Regions from separate parts of the Sus scrofa genome. Here region 1 is linked to region 2. Evidence: chromatin contacts called from public HiChIP or PLAC-seq data. All regions are on one chromosome and are shown on one strand. Each heading gives the region's core, a stretch centred on a gene start, on an enhancer-like site or on the middle of the called end of the contact. The rest is flanking DNA. Distances are from core to core; before and after follow the strand shown. Region 1 holds the start of RFC2 (replication factor C subunit 2). Region 2 holds the start of LAT2 (linker for activation of T-cells family member 2).

Region 1 (7,561 bases), core at 1,769-4,268, 39 kb before region 2:
GATCCCTGGGCCAGGTACTTCTGTATGTCGTGGGCTTGAACAGAAAGAAAAAAAAAAGTCTGGGAGCTCAGGCTGGGTATGAATTTAATTTCCAGGGATTTCACACATTTGTTAGGAAAGAAGAGGAGGGTTCACGTGGATGCCCCTTGCCCTTTGACCAGAGCCTGGGGTTTCCCCAATATTCCCTGGTTGCCCCATGTGGCTGCTGTGTGGCCCTAGGGGAGTGGCTGGAGCTTTTAAGAAGGAAGCTCTGTCTGGGCCCAAGTCCAGCAAACACAGAAGGCTCAGTCCAGAGAGAGGAAAAATGCCCTGATGGTGCAGTTCTGCCCCAAAGGTCACCTTCTGATTCTCCTGGCATTTAAAGCACATCAGTGAAATCAGTGTCCAGGGCCCACCAACAGGTTGCCTGCTTAGTTTCTAAACTGTGCATATGTGTGTGAGAGAGATAACTGACTATAACAAATATTACCACATGGGAAAAATTCCAAGGGAAAACCACAAAGAGACATTTCAAGAAAAGCTTATATTTCAAGGAAATGTGTATTATCTCCTCCAGAGAAAGAAAGGACTGGTGAATAGTGATTCTAAAAATATACAGGATGGTTCTATTAGTATGAAGGGGAATGAAGAGCTAGAGCCAACTTCAAGTAGTTTTTTCTCAAATCATGTAAAAGGAGAGATGAGAAACACAGTTAGTTTTGAAGCTGGAGACTTGAATCATTACCATCATTAAAAGAAACTGCTTCAGAATCTTGGTCATTTGAGGTTCATGCCCAACTGGCAATAACTTTTTTTTTTTTTTTTGGCTTTTTTTTTGCTATTTCTTTGGGCCGCTCCCGCGGCATATGGAGGTTCCCAGGCTAGGGGGCGAATCGGAGCTGTAGCCGCCAGCCTACGCCAGAGCCACAGCAATGTGGGATCCGAGCCGCGTCTGCAACCTACACCACAGCTCACGGAAACGCCGGATCGTTAACCCACTGAGCAAGGGCAGGGACCGAACCCGCAACCTCATGGTTCCTAGTCGGATTCGTTAACCACTGCGCCATGACGGGAACTCCCCAACTGGCGATAACTTAAAAAGAATGAGGAAGCACGTGTTTTCATCCCAACTCGTAGAACACAATTGTAAACTGTGCCCACTGCCTCGAACTTGCTAGCCTGGCTGCATAAGTGGAATAAGCAACTGGCAAACATAATTCCATGCCTACTTAAATACAAAGGAAGAAACTGGGAAATCAAGGGGCAGGTGCCATGTCCTCAAGGAGTTAAACAAACACTCAAGTTAGAAAAGATGAAGCAGAGAATTGACACATGAAAAACAGAGAGTTCCCTGGTGGCTCAGTGTGCTAAGGACCTGGCAGCATTGTCACTGCTGTGGCTCTGGTTACTGCTGTGGCACAGGTTCAATCCCTGACACAGGAACTTCTGCATTCCACAGGAGTGGCCAAAAAGAAAAGGAAAAAAATGAAGAGAACAGCGATATTACCTTCCCCAATGAATGTCTATAATGGGCAGGGTTTCTTGAGGGGTTGGAAAAAAAGAGAAAATAGGAGTTCCTGTTGTGGCTCAGTGGGTTAAGGGCCAAACATGGTCTGTGTGAGGAAGCAGGTCTGATCCCTAGCTTAGCTCAGTGGGTTAAGGATTTGACATTGCTGTAAGCTGTGGCATGGGCTGCAGATGGAGCTCAGGTCTCGTGTTACCTTGGCTGTGGCAGAGGCCCCAGATGCACTGTGATTTAACCCCTGGCCCAGGAATTTCCATATGCTGCAGGTGCAGCCCTAAAACGAAAACAATCACCTTTGCAGCCTAGATTCTGGAGCCCATATTTATTTGAATGACGAATCAACCGCCTGGAAGACAAGGCCTTCTCCCTGTAGTAGATACATATTTTAACTGATGATGGAAGGAAAACAGCCAGGGGACTTTAATCAGTTCTCTGGTGAAAGCAACCCAGTTCCTCACAGCTGACCCAAGCTGTTCATTACAGAGACTCAAATCGAACATTTACAGAGCACCAGGTGTTGTGTTAAGCAAGGACAGGATGGAGGTCTCAATCCTTACCTTCAATTCAGACATTAAAGACACATTTATCCCAAAATTATGATGCAGTATGCTAAGTGCAACAAAATAGAATTTTATGACTACTGTTTTGACTACATGGTGGGGGAAGGAATCCTGGCTCCACCACTTACAACGCAAATAACACTGGACAAATTAGTCATTCTCAGGACTGTTTCTTCAACTGTAAAACGAGGATAATGAGTATCCACCTCTGGACTAGTACATAGCACAGGAAAGAAAATACAGTCATTATTCATTTTAAATTATTTGTTATTATTATGACAAGTAGGCTACGGGAGGAAAGATTAGTTCAACAGGTAGAAAACCAGCCCAAAAGAATGCACAAAGCACTTGGGAACACGCACTACCTATTTTTCTGTTATGAAAGTGAGTCACATCTTACAGAGGGGCAGTTTCTTCTTCTGCAAAATGAGAGGAATTCCCATGTTGCAGCATTCTGAGAATTTCCTGATAATGAACATTAAGTTCCAGGGTGCAGGAGCCCATCCAGCGGAGGGGGGAGGGGGGGTTGGGGGGGACGGACATTCTGAGCAATCGGAAAAGCTAGGCAAGGGCAAGTCCTAGAGGTCAGTTCAAGCCTCTGCCTCCCAGGACATCAGCCCCTGTCCATGTGCGCCGACGGTTCCTGCATTTGGGCGGAACGTCCCACGTCCACCGGCCCCCGGATTCGCCCCGCACCAGACAGGATGCTCCTACTCCGCCAGGCCTGCTAGGCGTGCGGGTCCCGACGGGCCGCGCAGAGATAGCCTCCCAGACAAATCACACAAAGACAAAAACCAACGAACTTCCCTTCCTGAAGCAAGCAGCCTTCTCGGAAGGCGTTGCGGTCGGTCTCTCCTTCCTCTCACTCCGCAGGCGCGACGCCAGGTCTCCCATAGCAACTGCGGCCTCTAGCAACAGGCGCCCACGACGAGATAGAGCCCTCTGCGCAGGCGCAAAAGGCGCGGAGAGACGCTTCCGCTCGCATCCTGCGTCCCTCAGGAACAGGGGCGGAACCTGCGTGTGGCGTCGTGGGGCGGGACCTCGGGCGGCGGGAAGAGGCCGCGGGAGAATGGACGCGGGGGGCTCCGGCAGTGGCGCAGACGAACGCGGGGCCCAGGATCCTGCCCCGGCCCCCAGCAAGGCCCCGGGCAGCGCTGGCCACTACGAACTGCCGTGGTGAGGGCCCAGGCCATCAATGACGGGTCGTCTGGGCGTGTGGGTGGGCGCGTGGCGGGGCCCTGGTCCTAGGGTAGCCCACGGGCGGGAGTTCATTCCAGAGGCACCTGAGAGGAGCAGGAGAGCCCCGTGGGTGTAGAGTAGATTATTTGAAGAAGACAAGGGATGTGGCTCGCTGAGACCACTTGGAGTGGAGAGTGGCTTGTTTAAGCTCTGGAAACGGGGTCTTGGTTAGAACGGTGCCAGTTGTGGTAAGAGGGCCCCCCCCCCCCCCGCCAGCATCCACTTTGCACCTGGCGTTTGCCAGCTGCTTTTCTGATGAGGCTCAGATTCTGATGAGGCAGGTTCGGAATCGGGATGGTATGCAAAAGCCACCCTTCTGGAGTTCCCGTCGTGGCGCAGTGGTTAACGAATCCGACTTAGGAACCAAGAGGTTGCGGGTTCGGTCCCTGAGCTTGCTCAGTGGGTTAAAGGAGGCGGCGTTTCCGTGAGCTGTGGTGTAGGTCGCAGACGCGGCTCGGATCCCGCGTTACTGTGGCTCTGGCATAGGCTGGTGGCTATGGCTCCAATTAGACCCCTAGCCTGGGAACCTCCTATAATGCCGCGGGAGCAAAAAGACAAAATAAATAAATTAATTAAAAAATAAAAAGGCGCCCTCCTGTTTTCCGTGGCTTGCTCTCTTTAAGTAGCAGCATCCTGGATGACTGAGAGGATATGGTTACTTGGGGAGTCACCTGCCACTGGCGCAGGCCCCACACCCTGAACTCTCCACTGGGCGTGGTAATGGTTTACCCCCTTTCCTCTTTGTATTCCCATCCCTCCTGCCCAGCTCTCTTCTTGCGGAGAGCAGATACCTAAATGAAAGGCAGTATAACTTACTGGAGTATCCACACCCGCGCTGTCCAGTCCCCCAGCCACTAGCCACATGAGGCTGTTGAGCATTGAGAAATGTTGCCAATCTATGTTGAGATATGGGCTTTAAGTTGTACAATATAAACCGGATATCAAGGTCTTAGTTTTAAAAAAAATCTCATTAGTAATTTTTATATTGATTACATGTTGAAAATAATATTTTGAATATATTAGTTCTCTAAATTATATTATTAAAATTAATTTTACCTTTTCACTTAAGTGTGGATACCAGGTTTAAAAATTACACATGTGGTTTGCATTGTAATTTTCATGCAGAGCCCTCTTTTTTTTTGTTTTGTTTTTTTGACCACACCTGAAGCACATGGAAGTTCCCAAGCCAGGGACTCCGAGCCACAGCTGCTACCTATGCCACAGCTGCAGCAATGTGGGATCCTTAAACCAGTGCAGCATCCTGCCACAGCAGGAACTCCCACAACCCTCCTTTAGGTTTTTTGGGGGTTTTTTGGCTTTTTAGGGCTGCACCTGCAGCATATGGAGGTTCCCAGGCTAGGGCTCAGATTGGAGCTACAGCTGCCAGTCTGCGCCACAGAAACTCTGAGCTGCGTCTGCGACCTACACCACAGCTCACAGCAATGCTGGATACTCAACCCTCTGAGCGAGGCCAGGGATCGGACCCGCAACCTCATGGTTCATAGTCGGATTCATTTCCCCTGCGCTGTGATGGGAACTCCACCGCAACCCTCCTTTAGATGCTTAAGATACTTCAGTATACAAAACAAAGTCTTTTGTCACAGAGCTTACATTTGATAAAGACCAAGTTTAAAAAGTAAAACAAGTAGACATATTTGACAGTGACAGGTGCCGTGAAATAAATAGCTCTGGTGGTCAGGAATGGCCTCTGATGAGATGATGTTTGAGTAAAGAACTGAATTCAGGGAGTCAGCCGTGTGGCCACAGGGGGAGAGAGAGCTTTCAGGCGAGGAGAGCAGCTCTGAAGCCCCTGAAGGAGGAGTATGTTTGCTTTGTTCGAAGTCCAGCTCCAATTTGAGCTCTTGGCTTTCCCAGGTAGTGATCCTCCCTCGTCTGGGTTTCCACAGCCCTAGGTTTACATAAGCAGCTGAGCACTGGGGTAGGATTTGCAAAACTCTAGCTCTCCTCTAGCAGGAAAGCTGTTCAGAGGGAGAACCATGGCTTGCCCATCTCTGCTTTTTTTGTTTTGTTTCATTTTGTCTTTTTAGAGCCCTACCTGCATCATATGGAAGTTCCCAGGCTAAGGGTCGAATCCGGCCTACACCACAGCCACAGCTACGTGGGATCTGAGCTATGTTTGCGACCTACACCATGGCAACGCTGGATCCTTAACCCACTGAGTGAGGCGGGTTTGGAATTGGGATGGATACTGGTCAGGTTCATTAACCACTGAGCCGGGACGGAAACTCCTCATCTCTGCACTTTCTGCTTTCCTCCCCTCGTGAGCGCTAACTCCTTACACAGCGCTGGGCAGCGGGAGGGGCTGAGCGTGAAGAATAAAGGAGTGGGAACAAGCACACTCTGTCTGCGGAAATTGGAGGAGAGCGTGTGCTGGATTTTCTGTAACATGTGACAAACAAGCTACTTTTCCCGCAGCTGCTTCTGGAGCAAGACCAGTCCCCAGAAGGGGTACAAGCTAGGGGGTAACATGGGAGTCTCCTAAAGGGCGGTGGGAGTCCTGATGGTCACATCATTGCAGACCTACTCCCACTTCTCCTCTCAGAGCCCAGGAAAGTCATTTTCTCTCATAGCATAGCTTGCTTATGAATTAAAAGAGAGCAGTATTGGTCTGAAAAGGCCACGCGCCGGTCCAGTCTACACAGTGTAATAGGATCACAGGATAGGCCTGCCGTTTCTGTCTAGCCAGCTCTGCTGGGCACCGGGCACAAGTCTGCAGACGCTGACAGGTACAGGCTGAGAAGGGGGCTCGGGTGCATCCGTGTCTGTCAGATCAGATGATGTCAGTGCCGTGTGCACAGGCCCTCTGTTGTGACGGGCAGACTGTGTTGCCGCACAGTGTCGCGTTGCTCCAGATGGCCCTCTCTGGCTCTTCTCCAGCACCAACAGGTGTTGCTGTGCTGTGGCGGGTTTGAAGCCTTTGGTGCACGCTTCTCATGCACTTGACTTTTCAAATGGCACTTGGGGAGTTCCTGTCGTGGCACAGTGGTTAACGAGTCCTACTAGGAACCATGAGGTTGCAGGTTCGGTCCCTGCCCTCGCTCAGTGGGTAAAGGATCCAGCGTTGCCATGAGCTGTGGTGTAGGTCGCAGACAAGGCTCAGATCCCGAGTTGCTGTGGCTGTGGTGTAGGCCGGGGGCTACAGCTCTAATTAGACCCCTAGCCTGGGAACCTCCATATGCCGCGGGAGCGGCCCAAGAAATAGCAAAAAGCCAAAAAAAAAAAAAAAAAAAGAAAAGACAAAAAGACCAAAAAAAAAAAAAGGCACTTGGGAACCTCTTTGAGTGTAAAACCTGCAATCATTTGGTATATTTTTACTGAAGGTACCTCATCTTCTGATGGAGCTCCCAGGATTGCTTTTTGTGCTGTCTTTTGGGTTGTGTGAGAATAGCCATGTCCACATCTATATGCCTTTTCTTAAAAACAGGGTTGAAAAATACAGACCAGTAAAGTTGAATGAAATTGTCGGGAATGAAGACACCGTGAGCAGGCTGGAGGTGAGTGAGTTTTTAAAAGATGATCTTACAGGAGTTCCCCTCATGGTGCAGTGGTTAATGAATCGGACTAGGAACCATGAGGTTGCGGGTTCGATCCCTGGCCTTGCTCAGTGGGTTAAGGATCTGGCGTTGCTGTGAGCTGTGGTGTAGGTCTCAGATGTGGCTTGGATTGTGAGTTGCTGTGGCTGTGGTGTAGGCTGGCGGCTACAGCTCCGATTGGATCCCTGGCCTGGAAACCTCCATATGCTGAGGGTGCAGCCCTAGAAAAGACAAAAGAAGTAAAAAATAAAAATAAAAGATGATCTTAAATCTCATTATGGTGGTTTCGATAAGCTCGAGGCATTAGAGGAAAACAGCCAAGGTGGCAACGTAGGGGCAAGCCACAAATCAGGGATTAAGGGGGAGTTCCTGTTGTGGCTCAGTGGGTTAAGAACCCCACATAGTGTTTGTGAGGATGTGGGTTCCATCCCTGGCCTCATCGGTGGGTTAAAGATCTGGCATCACCACAAGCTGTGGTGTAAGTCCCAGATGCGGCTTGGATCCCACGTGGCTGTGGCTGTGGTGTAGGCTGGCAGCTGCACCTCTGTTTTGATCCCTAGCCTGGGAACTTCCATATACCACAGGTGTGGCCCTAAAAAGAAAGAAGAATTAAGGGACTGGGAGACATCCTGTTTGGAGAGGACTAGAAGCCGGATGTTGCGGGGCTGGCTCATTGGAGAGGCTTACCCATTTGTTTTGTATTC
Region 2 (6,845 bases), core at 3,642-6,141:
GGGGGTTTCCAGAGATGCTCCTGGGCTCTCTGGGGTGTGACATGCCCTCTGCCCAAAGCCCTCCCGGACCAGGCTTGGGCAGGGGCGGGGCACCCCTGATCACCCCTTGTCCTCCCCTAACTACCTGGCATGGAGGAGGGGTGAGTGAAGGGATGAGGGTGGGGGGCGGGGACACCCTCACCCGGGGGGTGCAGAGTCACTGGGCTGGGGACACTGAGACACTCACAGGCTCCTCTGCTCATAGATTTTCTCAGACCTCTTTGCACCTGCAAGAACAGGACCAGATTAGCAAGCATCCCCGCGTCAGGTGGAAAGTGAGGTCCGAGCCCCCCTCTTCTTGTCTGCCCCGTGCCCTGTGGCCTCAGTCCGGATGCGGGGGCTGAACCGCCCATCACCGGGGCCACCTGACCACTTATGTAGGAGAGCAGAGCATGAAGGCTGGCGCTGTGTTGTGCCCCCCAGCCTCCCTTCCCTTATTCCATTTGTCTGCCCGAGACACAGGCCCTTGACCCAACAGAACCAAAGCCCAGAGTGAGCCAGACCCACTGCCTTCAGGCAATTTAGGGGTTGGGCCCCTGGGTTTCCCTTCTGCCTCTTGAGCCTTATCCGGCTGCCCCTTCTGATGGCAGCCAGGTCTGGGTACCCCTCCCCTCCCTCCTGCCCACCGACCCCTGCCTTTTTTACCTGGGCGGGAACAGCGGACACACAGGCCGGCCGCGGCCCCCACCAGCAGCAGCAGGGCCGCCCCCGGCCACAGCAGCTCTGTCTCTGGGCCCATGTCCACTCCTGGCCACTCTACCTGCAGGGCTGCAACATGAGGGTGCTTGAGCTGGGGTTGTTGTGGGGGGGACCCCAGGTTTCTGACCCCCACTGTCCTCTGACAACCCCGCGGCTGAGCGCAGTGTCACCCTCCCTCCTTGTTCCAGAACCAGGCAGGAACAGAGCCAGCCCTGTTCCCCCATCTGACCCCAGACCGGCACCCAGTACCCCCAGGGCCATCATCAACACTTGGTAAGTGCTGGAAGGTTCTGGAGACCCGTCAGACTGCACCACACGTGTGTGCACACTCCCACACACGCCTTTGCTTGGTGCACACAAATGCCGTTTGAGGGAGAGCCCTGCTCCATTTCACAAACAGAAGCGGAAGCCAAGATCCCTCAGCTGCTAAGGGGAAGGACGGGATTTGAACTCCAGCCTCCGGATCCAACACTGGCTCCACCCACTGCATCCTATTGCTTCCTGCAAACTCCACAAGCTCGGAGTTTGTGACTCCTGCCCAGGAACCCCCCTACCCCCACCCACCCTAGGCTTCTTCTCCGCTCCCATCCACGGCCTCCCGCGGAAGCTGGGGCTGGGATCTCCATTCCTAAAACACCCATCTGCCCAGACTCCTCCTCCCGGGAGCTGGGAGGAGGGGGGAGGTCAGGAAGGCTTCTCGGAGGAGGAGGAGGCGGCGGGCCTGAGGGGAAGGGGCAGAGGGGCCTTGCTGTCTGGTGGTGGGAGGTGGGCTAAGAGGCCACTTCTTGGTCAGTGGCTGGTCTTGGGGCCATGCTGTGACTGTCAGGCCTCAGCGAAGCCACAGACAACCACACAGGAGGGCCAGGGGCCTGCGAGTACGGCCCTCTGGAGGGGCCTTCCAAGGAGAATTGTTGCAACTCTAGAGGCTCAGCCCCCTGGCAGTGGCCAGGGACAGAGCCGAGGGCAGTGGGGGTCTGGAGGGGGCCGTGCCCGGTGGTGGGCACATGGAGCCACGCCGCCGAGGGTCCGCTCCGCACACCTGCTCCTCCCGTCTCGGCCACGTGGCCGGAGGGCCTCTCCCCACTTCACAGCTGGGGAAGGCGAGGCCTGGGGAGAGCCGAGCTTTGCACTGCCCACCTCCTGCTCCGGGCTCCCCCGAGGCCCGCACTGCGCCCCCTGGGCCCTCACCACTCGGCCTCCTGGATCCCTGTGGCCGGGATGACAAGGAGGATTCTCTACGCATGATTGCGACATGGAGAAGCCACCTCTCCTTCCCCCAAACACCGAATGAGTCAGCTGGAACACGAGAATTTCCAAACCTCGTGACCTGGCGGCCCCCACAGGAGAGAAAGATGACCTGGTCAGCCCAGGATGGTGGCCGAGTGGATCTCGGCCCCCCTCCTCTCGGAGCCTGATCACCGCCCTCTGAGCCCACACACCCTCCTCCCTCCCTCGACTTGGGGGGTCTGCTCCCCGCCCCCGCCAGAGCGTGAGGTTGCGAGCACCTGGCCTTGGAGTGGGGACCCCTGCCCCTGCCTCAGAGTCTCTTGGCCTCAGTTTCCTCCTCTATAAAATGGGGATCAAGCCTGTGTTTCCTCAAACCATTGTTGGGAGGACGAGCATGTCTGGCCTGGCTCAGAAGAGACGTTGCCCAGTGTCTTATTTCCAGCTGCTTGGACGGGTCCCTCGAGCTCCCACCTTTGGCATTTCCATCCTTTGGTCAAGACAGAGACTTTCTGCCCCCGAGGAGATTCAGGCAGAGACACACGGGGAGAGGCTGTCGCACAGATGCTCCCTGCAAGAGCCAGGGGGAGGGTCCAGCCCTGGCCACTCCCGGATTTCGCTTAAGACCCCAGAGCAAGTCCACACCCTTGTCCTGGGGGTTGAGGCCCCAGGACTTGGGCTGCTGACCTCTGCCACCCTCCCTCCCAGAGGACCCCGCCCGTCAGAAAGCCGCCTTGCCTGGGACAAGACGCACACTTCGGGGTGCCCCCAGCCCAAGCCCATTTCTACCCCTGGCCGTGCGTGAGGGAAGGGAGCGGGGCATAAGGTTTCCAATTCTGGCCCAGCATCCCCGGCTTCCGGTTGCCCCTCTGTTAAACCGGGGAAATGACTTTCAACCCTCAGGTTGGTCGTGTGAGGCCCAGCACTGAACTGACGCCTGCCAGGTGCTAGAGCAGGCTAGTGGGGCACAGTTGGCTGGGACCACCATGACTTGCCAGCACCACGGTCCCCAAAGGATGGAAAGCGGCAGCCGCAGCCTGTTGGGGCCAGAGCTGGCTGGACGGCCTGCAGTGAACAGTATGAGGCAACCCTACCTGAAACCTGCCTTGCCTGGTCCCCAAGATCTGCAGGTCTAAGCCCCCTCAACAACTGTCCAACACGGGGGCGGGGGGCGTTGTGCGGGGACCCTGGGAGGGGCTGGGATCTGAAGAGAGTGTGGCCTTTGCCCAGCCCCCCAGTTGTCCAAGACAGGCAGAGCATCACCTCGGAGACGCCAGCTCCTGCCTTCCGAGGGAGGAGAGGGAAGCCCAGAGAGGTGAGTACTCCTTCTGAGGTCACACAGCTGAGCGGTCAGAGCCGGCATCCGCTCCCAGGGTGGGCTGACGCCCGGGCCTACACTCTGCTACGTGAATCCTTCCTTACAGGACGTTTTAAAGATGTACACAATATTTTTTAAAAGACACTCGTTTGAGGAAAACCTCTGTGGCTGCCCCCCAGACGGAATCAATCTGTTCGCTTTCCTCCTTTCCCATCCAGGTCTGAGAGCAGGTGGGCGGGGGACAGGGAGGCGGAGGGGCTGGGCCCCAGCAGAGCCAGGCCTCGCAGCCGCAGGAGGGCCCCTAGGGGCCGGCAGGGCTGGGTGGGGTGGGGAGGGGAGGCCCTCAGCCCGTGGCCTGCGGGGCCAAAATAGCAGAAAGGGAAGTGGGCAGTTTTCATATGAACAAGGTTTGCAACAAGCCGATGGCGGAAAAGCTCTCGGGGCTGGGCTGAGCGAGCCTCAGCACCCACCTCCCGTCCCCAAGGCGCCTTGGTGGCCCTCCTGCCCGGCCTCCCAGCCCTCCTCATGCTGGAGAAGGGGAACCTGGGACCCCTAGGGCCGAAGGGCAGGCTCTGGGGGCTAAGCGGGGAGCCAGAGGTCCGGCCCAAGCCCTGAGAAGGCTTTATCCGCGGGGCTCTGCTCCATTTTCCCAAATGACCTTGGCCTTCCGATGAGGCCAGGAGGACTCCAATGGAGGCTCTTTACGCTCCAGCGGCAGGTGCAGGGGCCCGGACGGCAGCCCTTGTTCTGGGGCAGGGGTGGGGGATGGTGAACAGAGCGGCCACCACGAGCAGCCCAGGGCCTGTAGTTCCTCCAGCCGCACAGGAGCGAGCTGGCTGGGGCTCGGGACGGCCGGGACAGCCGCTTCTCCCTGGCCCAGGGCAGGACCTGGGCCTGCCCGTCTGTAGCGTCTCACCCGACCTCCCATAGCCCTGTGGCAGGGCAGCTCCAGTCCCATTATACAGATGAAGAAACTCAGGCTCACAGGCCTGCCCCGGGGAGCGGCTGCCCTGGGGCTCCCCAGGGCTGTGCGGGCTGGGCTGGGGAAAATGGGGGCAGGAGAGTAGCCGGAGCCCCAGAAATAGCTGCACCTCTAGTGCTGCAGGGTCTGGGGTGAGGGCCCCCTAGCCAGGGGTGCCAGGACAGTGCCGGGGCCAAGGCAGGGGGTGCCGGGCGGCCTGGCTTCTTCCCAGCCCCCACCCCCACCCCCAGCCGGCAGCCAAGTGCTCCTGCTCGGCCAGCGAGGCCACTCCCATCCCCTGTGGGGTGTCTGGGGACAGCTCAGGACCCCTGCCTTGGGGCCAGGCTCCAGGCACCCCTGGGAAAGGCTTACCTGAGAGCAGGCGCTCCTCACTGCGGCCACCTCATCCTGAGCCCACACACCTGCCCGAGCCGATGCCAACGCCACAGACACTGGCGGGCAGCAGGCAAGGCGGCGGGCTTCCTGTCAGCCACTGAATCATCCCTCACACATCCGCTGCTCTGCCGGACAGGCTCGGCTCTCACAGAGGCAGAGACAGAGAGAGACAGAGACAGAGACCAAGACGGAGGCGGAGACAGAGAGAGACAGAGAACAAGACGGAGGCAGTCAGGCAGAGAGAGAGACGTGCACGGACACACACACAACACACACTAAATACACACACACAACCACAACACACACAGGCCTCACAGAGGGGAAGAGACAGAGGGGGACAGGGAGAAAGAGCATGAAATAGGGCTGCTTGCATATCACGCACAGGCAGGGACAAAGAGTGGGAAGACACGGAGAGAGACACGCTGAAAACACAGAAACACAGAAATACACGTCCACACCCATACCCATGGGACATGGGTGGATGGGCGCAGAGAGATGCAAGCCAGGCCAGACATGACAAAGAGCCAGGAGTTCCCGTCGTGGCTCAGTGGTTAACGAATCTGACTAGGAACCGCGGGGTTGCGGGTTCAATCCCTGGCCTCGCTCAGTGGGTTAAGGATCCCGCGTTGCTGTGGCTGTGGTGTCGGCTGGCGGCTCCAGCTCCAGTTGGACCTCTAGTCTGGAAACCTCCATATGCCACCGGTGAGGCCCTAGAAAAGGTAAAAAACAAAAAACAAAAACAATAATAATAATAACAAAGAGCCAGAGGAGTTCCCATTGTGGCTCAAGGGGTTAAGAACCCAACTAGTATCCAAGAGGATGCAGGTTCAAACCCTGGCCCCTCTCAGGGGGTTAATGTTCCAGCGTTACCACAAGCTGTGGTGTAGGCTGCAGATGTGGCTCAGATCCGGCGTTGCTGTGGCTGTGGTGCAGGCCGGCAGCTGCAGCTCCAGCTGGCCCCTGGCCTGGGAACTTCCACATGCCGTGGGTGCGGCCCTCTAGAGAAAAAACAGCCAGAGACAAAGAGAGATGGATGGAGAGGCCACTGAGGTGAAGAGACAACGCTGGAGGATAGAAGGAAGGACAATCCCGGCTCCTCCTTCAGTCCCAGGAGCCTTCTCACCCCCATTTTCCAGATGAGGCTCGTGGAGGCGTGGAGCTGGCCCCAGGCAGGCGGCAGGCCCGGGCCGGGGTGGGGGGAAAGCAGGGCAGTTAGGACCCAGCCCCCAGGCTCTCCACCTGCTGCCCAGCCCCTGGGCACTTCCTTCAGAGGTGAGAACGGTGCTGAGAGGTGGGTGCCCCACACGCAGCACACATTCTCCAGGGCCTCCTGTTATGTGTCACTAAACACCTTGTCCAAGGCCACTGAACTCTTAGTGGCACGCCACCCCATGAGGGTCTCCCAACCCCCACCTGCCTGGCATCTCAGAGCCTGGGCTCCCGAGCTCTGGGGCCCGTCTTGGCTGGGGCGGGGCTTTCAGCCCCAGCCTGGGGTGGCCCGGACGTCCCAGACCAGGCCAGGCAGTCCAGCCGCAGTGGAAGTGCCCCCAGGAGGCCCTGCCAGAACCGAAACAGAAACACAGGGGCTGGGCGCCCTCTGCTGCCACCCTGTGGGAGAGAAGGGTAGCGCAGGGACCCGAGATCCCTGGGCAGAGTGCCAGAAGTTGTCTCCACGGCAAACTGTGACACAAGGACTAAAGCCAACCTTATCTGAATTGCAGAGCTGCACCTGTGACGCACGCTGCCTCCCTCGTTCCACATGGGGCAGTGCAACGTGTAAGGCCCACGGCAACACTTTCCAGGGACACCTTGGCAAGGGCATAGACTAAGAATCCTAGAGGTAAGCTGGTTGTGAACACAGAGTCCAAAGCCTGTTGTCTCTTCACCACCCATGAGTTCAGGTCCTGGCTGGGACCACCTGCCTGGACCCTCCTCACCCACGAGGACGAGCCAGAGTGGGTCTCCAGCCGCTTCTCAGCTACGCGCCTGCCTGGGGTTTCCTGCCCGTGGAGACACAGAAACTCCAGGGTCTGGTGGGAACGGAGCTCTCATCCACATGCCAGCTTCTGTCATGGGCCTTTCTTAGCGACGGCAGGTGTTGAAGTGACCACCAACCACGGGCAAAGACTCAGGTGCATCCACAGCAGCACTGAGGAAACCTCCTGGACCCTCCTGGAGCTCGTCTTCTATCCACAGAAACAGGCCCGT

The links. HiChIP or PLAC-seq counts read pairs in DNA pulled down with a chosen protein or histone mark.
Region 1: an H3K27ac HiChIP or PLAC-seq map of alveolar macrophages shows a contact between it and region 2. The contact joins the promoter of RFC2 here to the promoter of LAT2 in region 2. A contact is called at or near these places in 12 of 47 Hi-C or Micro-C datasets (alveolar macrophages, blood, embryonic fibroblasts and 4 more) and 2 of 2 datasets of contacts at active chromatin or transcription factors (alveolar macrophages and skeletal muscle).

The regions. Positions count from the first base shown.
Region 1 is chr3:11,388,147-11,395,707 of Sscrofa11.1, reverse strand. RFC2 (replication factor C subunit 2) reads left to right here and starts at 3,018. Exons shown (of 11, transcript XM_021086337.1): 1 at 3,018-3,240; 2 at 6,749-6,818. The coding sequence starts at 3,134.
Region 2 is chr3:11,351,919-11,358,763 of Sscrofa11.1, reverse strand. It overlaps LAT2 (linker for activation of T-cells family member 2), which reads right to left and starts at 4,891. Exons shown (of 13, transcript NM_001243411.1): 1 at 4,614-4,891; 2 at 685-807; 3 at 227-266. The coding sequence starts at 778.